2 separate regions of the Hordeum vulgare genome follow, and region 1 is linked to region 2. A link is a contact called in public Hi-C data. All regions are on one chromosome and are shown on one strand. The core of a region is the stretch at or near the end of the contact, and the rest is flanking DNA. Distances in the headings are between cores, read along the strand shown. Region 1 has its middle 36 kb from the start of LOC123412943. Region 2 has its middle 270 kb from the start of LOC123410117.

The links. A called contact is a pair of places that touch in the nucleus more often than the background predicts.
Region 1: a contact with region 2 is called in a Hi-C map of leaf, with 4 times the contacts expected there. The contact joins two enhancer-like sites. A contact is called at or near these places in 2 of 6 Hi-C or Micro-C datasets (leaf and seedling) and 1 of 1 datasets of contacts at active chromatin or transcription factors (embryo).

The regions. Positions count from the first base shown.
Region 1 is chr7H:537,583,777-537,587,931 of MorexV3_pseudomolecules_assembly, forward strand. No RefSeq gene overlaps it. Among protein-coding and RNA genes, the nearest start is that of LOC123412943, 36 kb to the right of the region's middle. Within about 2 kb of position 1,320, at least 2 of the 3 cell types and tissues checked have open chromatin away from gene starts, as enhancers often do. A contact at or near this core is called in leaf, where this site is marked.
Region 2 is chr7H:537,229,493-537,233,816 of MorexV3_pseudomolecules_assembly, forward strand. No RefSeq gene overlaps it. Among protein-coding and RNA genes, the nearest start is that of LOC123410117, 270 kb to the left of the region's middle. Within about 2 kb of position 2,294, at least 3 of the 3 cell types and tissues checked have open chromatin away from gene starts, as enhancers often do. A contact at or near this core is called in leaf, where this site is marked.

The DNA.
Region 1 (4,155 bases), core at 70-2,569, 350 kb after region 2:
ACTAGGCATCACTATTATCTACTGCACTCTGGTACAATGAAAAATGAATAAACACTTATATTGAGAATAACCTACCTAGCATTCTTGTGCATTGGATAAAGAAGTAGAATACTAGTACTACAGACAGGATGTAGATGTTCTTAGGCCCTTTCTAGTGCTCCATGGTGGATGGGTGCTAAGCATGCCACATAAGCAAGAAAGTGACATGGCACATCATTTAAGAACGAGAGAGAGCACTTTGTTGACCCCAGAAAGAACCAATGTCAAGCACGTGAACCTAGGCAAAACACTTCAATGAAAAAAGATGACCAATGCATGAAAGAGTTTAGATGCTATATCATTAAATAAAGTGGGCTTAGCAACAACAAGTTAAGCACTCTATGCATTCGGGAGTTGGGTTGTTAAGATATTTAATGCACTTAGCGCTTCATCTAAGCACCCTTGCATTGAAAGAGGCATATACTAGCACTAGACACCAAAGATCTCATATATCTTGTTTCAAAAAAAAGATGTCATAGATGATTGTGACTATGTGAAACACACACATATATCTTATGTGGAGTGGTGCCTGATAAAAACACAAGAAGCACGAGTTTTTGTCCAAAAAGATTACATGCACAATCAAATTGTTAGAAAGAAAAAAAAAACCTCTAGATGAAATTGATAAAAAAGACCCCCCCCCCCCCCGGTCGTGGCAACAGGCATGTCAGCCGACACGTGGCACCTGCCGTCACGCCATCACTGTTCTTTCTGACGTGGCGACATCGCCCAAATGAACAGTATTTTGAAAAAAAAATCAAAAAATAGCAAAGAACACAGAAAATCCTGAAATTTTACACCCAGCTAGAACACTCGATCATCTTTGCTGCAAACAAATGTCTGTATTTTTTTGATTTTTTCTGCTATTTTTTGAAAAAAAATTATTCATCTCTACTAAACCGTTCCTCGCGTGAAGAGCGATCTTTGTTCGCTCGGGGCATCAGAAAGCGATCGATTGATTCGGCTTTGCTGAAGGGTTCGGTCCTTGTGGGCTTGTGGCCTTGTTTTGGGAAGGTGGATACTTCATCTGGTTGCTGTTGCGCTGTGCGCCACTGAAACCCTGGATTTATGTGTTGGGTCTCGCTCAGCTTGGCCAACATATAGGCTGGATCGATCGGGGCTCCTTTCCCCGTCTGCTTTTTTGTTTTTGACTCAGATGCCACTTGCTGCGAGTTTGTCTTGTCACCACTTTTCCTCGAGGGATCACACGCTTCCTTCGAAATTCGCCACAGAACGGCAGATCCTGGTAATCAAGGTTAATCAAGGTAGCCTCCTCTACCCCACCGGTCAGCCTAGAAAAAGACCATGAAAGCACGGAACATGCACCCATGACAACGCTTGAAAAGCTGGCTTTCTCCTTGCTCCAACTTTTCATCGGTCGCTTTCAAAAAAAAAAAAAACTTTTCATCGGTCGATATCTTTTCTGACGCCTGTTTGAACACAAGCTTAAATGCCGAGTTTATGATCAAGGACATGATTGAGAGAGAGTGTGTGTGTGTGTGTGTGCGGGGGAAGGGGGGTCCGTGCTCTGGCTGGAAAGACATATCAACAGACAGGTCGCGGCAGGAGGCCGGGCCTACCATGCCATGGCATCTTTATTTGCTACTGCGATCAGTTCACCAAAAATATACCAATGATGTGTAAAAATAGGAGTTCTCTGCACAGAACAGATCAACGTACGTCCTCCTCCTGCACCTTCTCATGGTTCCCGCGGATCAAGAAAGCCAGAGGAAGGAGACACGCAAGGAGCAATCAATCTCTGCTCCACGCTGCTCCCTTCTTCAACCGGCAACCCATGCACGATCCGGCACGGCAGCGTACGTCCACGCTCGTCTGATGAGACCGCCACCACGACGAAACGGCGACCATGCACGTCCCCCCACCTCGGGCACGTCCATTGCTTCTTCTACGTACCCCCTGCCGCCCTGCGCCTACATCTACATGCGTCCCCGGCATGCGCTCCCAGTTTCCTTCCCGATCATTTCGATCATGTCCTGCCGCGTGCCTCGCGTGCAGTTTGCTCGGAACGTGTGTATGCATGCATGGCTGCGGGGTTTTTCGTTGGAGGCTGAGGCCCCGTGCGTCGGTGCGTGTGTGCGTGCTAAGCGGTGTACGTTTGATTCAGCAGAGGCATAATGCTTTCGCCGCATGCATGCGTGGCCGGCCCGCCGCTCGCCGGCGGTGTCATCGACGCGTGGTACTTCGTAGGTTGGCAAGACGGTCCGTGCGTGTGATGGGCTCGCAGCTAGCTGATGCATGTATAAGTACTGGAGTAGTTTTTTTTATCGGGGCCTAAAGTCTTATATCCATCCGTCTTAAAATAAATGTTTTAAGTTTAGTATAATTTTATATTAAAGCTTGTATAAAGTTGAAACCGTTATTTTAGGACAGATAAAATACTAGTTAGTAGTAGAATGGGAAATAAAATGGACCTGCACTACCTAAACATATGTCACAAACTGCACACCACCTCATATATAGCAGCTTTTATTTGCTACTGGGTACTCTACAATACTCCATCCGTTCCTAAATATAAGACCTTTTAGAGATTTCACTATGAACTGCATACGGATGTATATATAGACATATTTTAGAATATAGATTCACTCATTTTACTTCGTATGTAGTCCATAGTGAATTTTTTAAAAGATCTTATATTTAAGAACAGAGAAAGTACATACGTAGCAAAGAGTGGGTGCTTTAGAGTGAGCAAATGTTCTCTTCTTTGCGATATTTTCGTTATGAAACAGCCAACCAGGGTAGGTATGGTTGCCCACCCACTTAGCAATAAAAATGATAAAATCATATTGCTATGCCCCGCTTTGTCGTGTGAATGATACTGGTAAGGATTAGACCATCTGCATCTCTTTTTTTTGAGAGAGAGAGCATGTGCATTTTTAATGTCTACTCGCAAATATTCTCTCAGATCCGTACGCGAACAAAGTAGTCAGTCCACGGACATGGATGTTGAAGGTCGCTATCCTGTATTTGTTCGTCAGTAAAAGATACATAATTTAAAATTTAAATTTAGTCTGATCCACACACTACGCCTATTATACTATCGTCAAATCGCATGCCCCGGTCATGATCAAAAGAGGGTAAGTATGCGTAACTTTTACATGTGTGAATTCCAAAGAACATCAATTTGACCATCTGCGTAATTTTCTACCCTATCGGACCAACAATCCCTGCCATCTGCTCGTCGATCAAGGTGACGGCGTTGTCGCGTAGGCAGCCTTCGCTTCCGTGTTTGCCTCCGTCAGATCTTCAATGTCCACCGCTATCAACTCATTTGTGTGCGGATGCAATATCTGGTATTGGACAGATTACATGATCTGGTGTGAGCATCCAAAGAGGCCACATTCAAGGATAACATCGTGGTGTCCTCCGTATTTGCGGTGATCTGTAGCTAATTTTTCTCGAGCGCAACCTTCCTCTCTTTGATAATGGTCCTCCTCTCTTCGAGATTGAGCTTCTTCTCTATTGACTCCATAACAATTTGAATATCTCCGCCTTTTTTTTCTCCTTGAGATCTGAGTGCTTCACACATGCCTCCTCCTTCTTAGACAAGATGTCATGGAATTTCTTCGTCAACTTGGCCGTCACACCTTCTCGCCTCGCCCTCTCCTTCTCTCACTTTGTTTATCGTAAAAATCTTCTAACCTTCTTCGCCGGTTCTTGCGTTGGGTCCGTAGGGTCGCCAGTTTCTTCCCTGATGGCTTGGGTTGAGGTATTTGCTATAAAAAGATTCCACTTTGGTTTCCCGTTCAACATAAACCAACAATGCATGACGGTGAATTTTTTCTTCTCCAATTTCTTGTACACCAAACAAGCACGATAAGGCTAAAAGCGAAACATTGTCAACAATAAATATTGGGGTAGTGAACAACAAAACTAAGTATATCTGGCTAGTGAGCAACGAAACTAAGCATATCCGGCTAGTGATCAACTTACTCGCTCGATTATTTGTCCATGGCTAGGCCACCGTGAGATTAGATGCTTCAAGTGCCCGTAATATTTAAGATGGCCTCTTGCATGGGGTATCATTAATGGTTGAGGGACTTTGATTCACGATTGAAGATGACCGCATCGGAGTAGGGGGAGAAATACTTTTGT
Region 2 (4,324 bases), core at 1,044-3,543:
TGTGACAAGTCAGATCTTCCAAAGTTTGACCAACTATATAGAGAGAAAATACCAACCTCTGTTATTACAAATAAATATCATGAAATACATATTGAGATGGAGTATTTTATATCCTACTCCGTATTTGGTTGTTATTATTGATGACGATACTTTTCTCTATATATAACTTGCAACGGTGGGTGCAGCCTAACTGCCTAAACATTAATCTTTCGTCCAGATTGTGTATGTAAAAACAACAGGGGCGCCATTCTTTTTTCTGCAGAACATCATGCATGGACCAGACACACAGTACACAATTGGTTTGACCTACCAAGTGGTCAGCTTGGTAAGCTATCAACAAAAATTGCAATTGGTTTGACCTCATTATACTGCAACAGACAAAACGGGAAGATATTAGAGCCTAACCCATGAAACTTTTATTCCTTTATTACTTAAGTTAATTGACTAAGAGAGGATCCCGAAGAGAAGTGATTAAGGCGTATGTAGCCAACTAATATATTAGTAATGTGCTAGTACATAACAAGGGAATCTTTAGGAGTTTGGGGGCATTGGAAACACCATTATGTGCAACACATATGCAGCAGCTGATCAAGGTATGAGCATCTCGACGCAAACAACTAATATAGGGCGCATAGTACACTTCCCAACCTTCCAGCTAGAGTTCAAAGGCTTGAACAGCAAACAAACTCAGAGCAAACAACAAGGCTGCACCAACATCAATGCATGCGTTGGTGTGCTAAAACAAAAGACTTGAATACTTTTAACTATTCCACGCAGTAGGAGTACACTTCTGGGTGAGTTGGTCTGACATGCATATGCTCCAATCAATACAGGTTTCCCAAAAAATTCAACCGATGGAGCGGTACCTTTCCGGAGTAGCACTGCATTTCATGTTCAAGTGGATGAATAACTGGGCCAGTTCTGAATCGACATTAGTATCAGCCTAGCTGGCAGCTCATGAAAGAACTTGTCTTTTGCCGGCCAGGAACATCAAGGATATCCATCTTGTATAACTGAGTGAAATAAAGTTGTATGAACTGCTTTTGCTGGACTTATATTTGCTCGTGATACGACTAAAACAATTCCCAACGAAACATTGCCATGATTGATTAATTTGTGTGTGCTACTACCATTATGTTTAATCCTTCTTTCCTGGAATGGAGTATTATTTTTTCATGGAATAAACCAGGAAAATCAAACAAGTGAAATTATACGAATTTACCATTCCTGGAATTCGATTATAATCAATGCAAATACTATGTTCCTTTGCACACGCGTTTAATTCTGATCTGCGCCTGTTCTAGATCTAGTCGACATAGCAGTAAACATGTGTGCAGTGATGGGGACCTATAGTTTTCAGCTGAGAAAATCAGGGACCTATGAGTACGCTTGGCTAATTTCTCATCAATTGGGAAATTAAACATGTAAACTTGACCAACAAATTAAGGTGTGCAAACATGTAATGAATCTTAATTAAGGCATGAAAACATCGAAAGCGTTACAAGTTCAGACATGCATCGAAACCAAGGTAAAGGGCCTAGAAAGAAATACAGTAATGATGACTACTTTTCCCCCATCACAGGCTAATAATTGCAGAGGGAAAGAGAGGAGGGAGAGATCCCCAATGAGAAGAAGCTGCGATGTGTGTGCGGCTGCATGCACAAGCATGCAGTCACGCCCCCTCATCATTGCACCAATCTGCATCTCATGCAGTTTATACGCATGCCACCAAAAAAGAGATCCATCCATCACCCAAACGCACGGAGGAAAAAAAAGAGAACTGTTTGCGAGAGGGATGGAGGGGGATAACCTGAACAGAAAGAAACCAATCGGCTCGCCCATCTCAGATTCGGGAGAGGCGATTAACCAACCTGGATCCCGACAGGGGAGGAAATCGATCGATCATGGCCGGGAGCCCTTGTCTTTGGGGGGAATGAAGCCTGGTCCGAGATCTACGCACGTTCACTCTCCTCTCCCCCCTCATCGGATCTTTGATCTGATCATGGAGGGATCGACCGAGGGGAGGAAGATAGAGGGAGAGAGAAAGAAAGAGAACCCCGAGCCAGACAACATTCCCCTCAAAACGAAAAGGCTCCCTCTCTAGCCAACTTTCTCTCATCTTCCTGGTCCTATACTACCTGCCTCCCTCTCTCTCATCATCCGACCTTTTTCTCTTACTTTCTTCTCGCCTTTTGGAGCGTGGGTTGTGGATGGAGTGGATGGGGGCAGGGGCGAGAGACGGGGTGGAGAGGGTATATATGGAGCGCTAGCTCCCAAAGGAGAAGGGCCGGGATGAAAGGGAGGGGAGGGAACGGTGGGAGAGGCCCCCCATGAGCCACGGCTGGTTCCGAGGGAGATCACCTGTCTGAAGGAGGCGTGTGACTCGGGCTGCGGAACAGGGGGGAGGAGGAGATTTTAATTCGGGGAGTTTTCTTTTTTTTTTTTAATTCGGAGAGTTATGGTGGACCTATGCCCACAAGAATTGCTAACTTCACCTACCCATCCAACCATGCCTAACCATGCATATCTACTCTTTCTTGGCAACTTGATCTGCCAAACATGGATGGAAATTCATATCCTTGCATGTGCAAATGATTTTTACTCATACGTACTAGTACTTGTTTAGTTAGCCTAGCCCACGGGAATTTGAATGTTGAAAGAATTGTGAATATTACAACAGCTACTTGACATGCCATGGTTGGTTGTCTAGAAGAATCTTGGCACTACTGGGGACAGGGCCTATAGCCCCGGCCCGTAAGGGGGTTTTAGTCCCGGTTCTCCAACCGGGCTTAAAGGACGGGACTAAAGGCCTAACCTTTTCGTCCCGGCCTGTTACAAGCTGGGACTAAAGGTGTTCCACGTGGGCGTCTCGTAGCGCCCCAGGGGCAGGCCCTTTAGTCACGGTTCGTTACACGGTCCGGGACTAAAGATTTTCAGATTTTGCTGGCTTTTGGGTTTTTTTTAATGAAATTATTTTTGGGTTTTAGGGTTTTAGGGTTTAGGGTTTAGGTGTTTATTGATGCCTCGTTTTGTGTTCGGGAATTAGTTTTCATATAATTTAAAATAGAAATAATTATGCATATATATATAAGATTAACTTATCTTACAAGCGATCATATATATACAATTATATGGAGATCTAAATTATCGGGACTAGAGCCCGTCTATTCGATTACATGGACGAACATGAGTAATGGCCCTTAGCTACACTAAATCGTCCTTTGTCTTCTATAGCTTCCGTTCTCAGAAATCCCGCAAGCTCCTATGCAACAGCAATCGCGCGTTGCTCTGGTAGGACCTTCGTCCTCATGGCCGTGTGCTATATAAGAAGAGGAGATGAATATGAATATCAATCATGATAACAAAGAATGATGGGTAAAAATAGAGGTGTGAATGTTCATTGCTTACGTTGAATCTGTGCTCCTTGAACTCAGAGGTAAACGTGCGAATGGTCTCGCAAACATAGTATCCGCATAGATGCGTTCCCCGTGGCTGCTGGTCGCACTTTACGAGAATGGAATATATATAATCAAAATAATAATCTAGCATCATAAATGTATTGAAAATTAATAGAAGTATATCATACTACTACTTACCTGAGCCGCTCTAAAGGTCAGCTTCTCAGGAAAGTTACCGGGAGTCACGCACTTGAACCGATTACAAACCCTGCCCGACAAGGATAATGATTTGCTAAGTTTTTCATTAATTGATATATCAGAAAATCATCGAAAGAGACCGATAGAGCGCAAGAATGATTAAAATTACCCTTGGAGCATGTCCTGCAGGCTTTGGAACTGTTCCAAGGGTCTCGATAATGGGTCGAAGGCATCAACTCTTCCCTTATCAATTTGAATGTCCAACAGAATCCAATGGAAGCTACACATGTATATATATATATATATATATATATATATATATATATATATATATATATATATATGTGTGTGTGTGTGTGTGTGTGTGTGTGTGTGTGTGTGTGTGTGTGAGTAACTTATCAATTACACTTATAAGTGAATGGACACAACAGAGTAAAGACCCTCACCTGAAGTTGTATGGAAACAGTATGTGGTCACAGAAATTTTGATCTATTAGAAACCTTAGAAGGTTTTCCTCCGTCTCCTTGGGATAATTAGTTAGCGTCGCTATATGTATTTTATTTGGATCAATAAACCCAATATTTATGATGCTCTTACTTTTACACTCCAGAATCTTCATTCTGCATAATAGAGTACAAGTTAATTATATATAGACAATGAATTGAAATAACTAAACAAGTTATATGTAGACAACGAATTGAAAAACTTACAGACAATAGCAACTCATA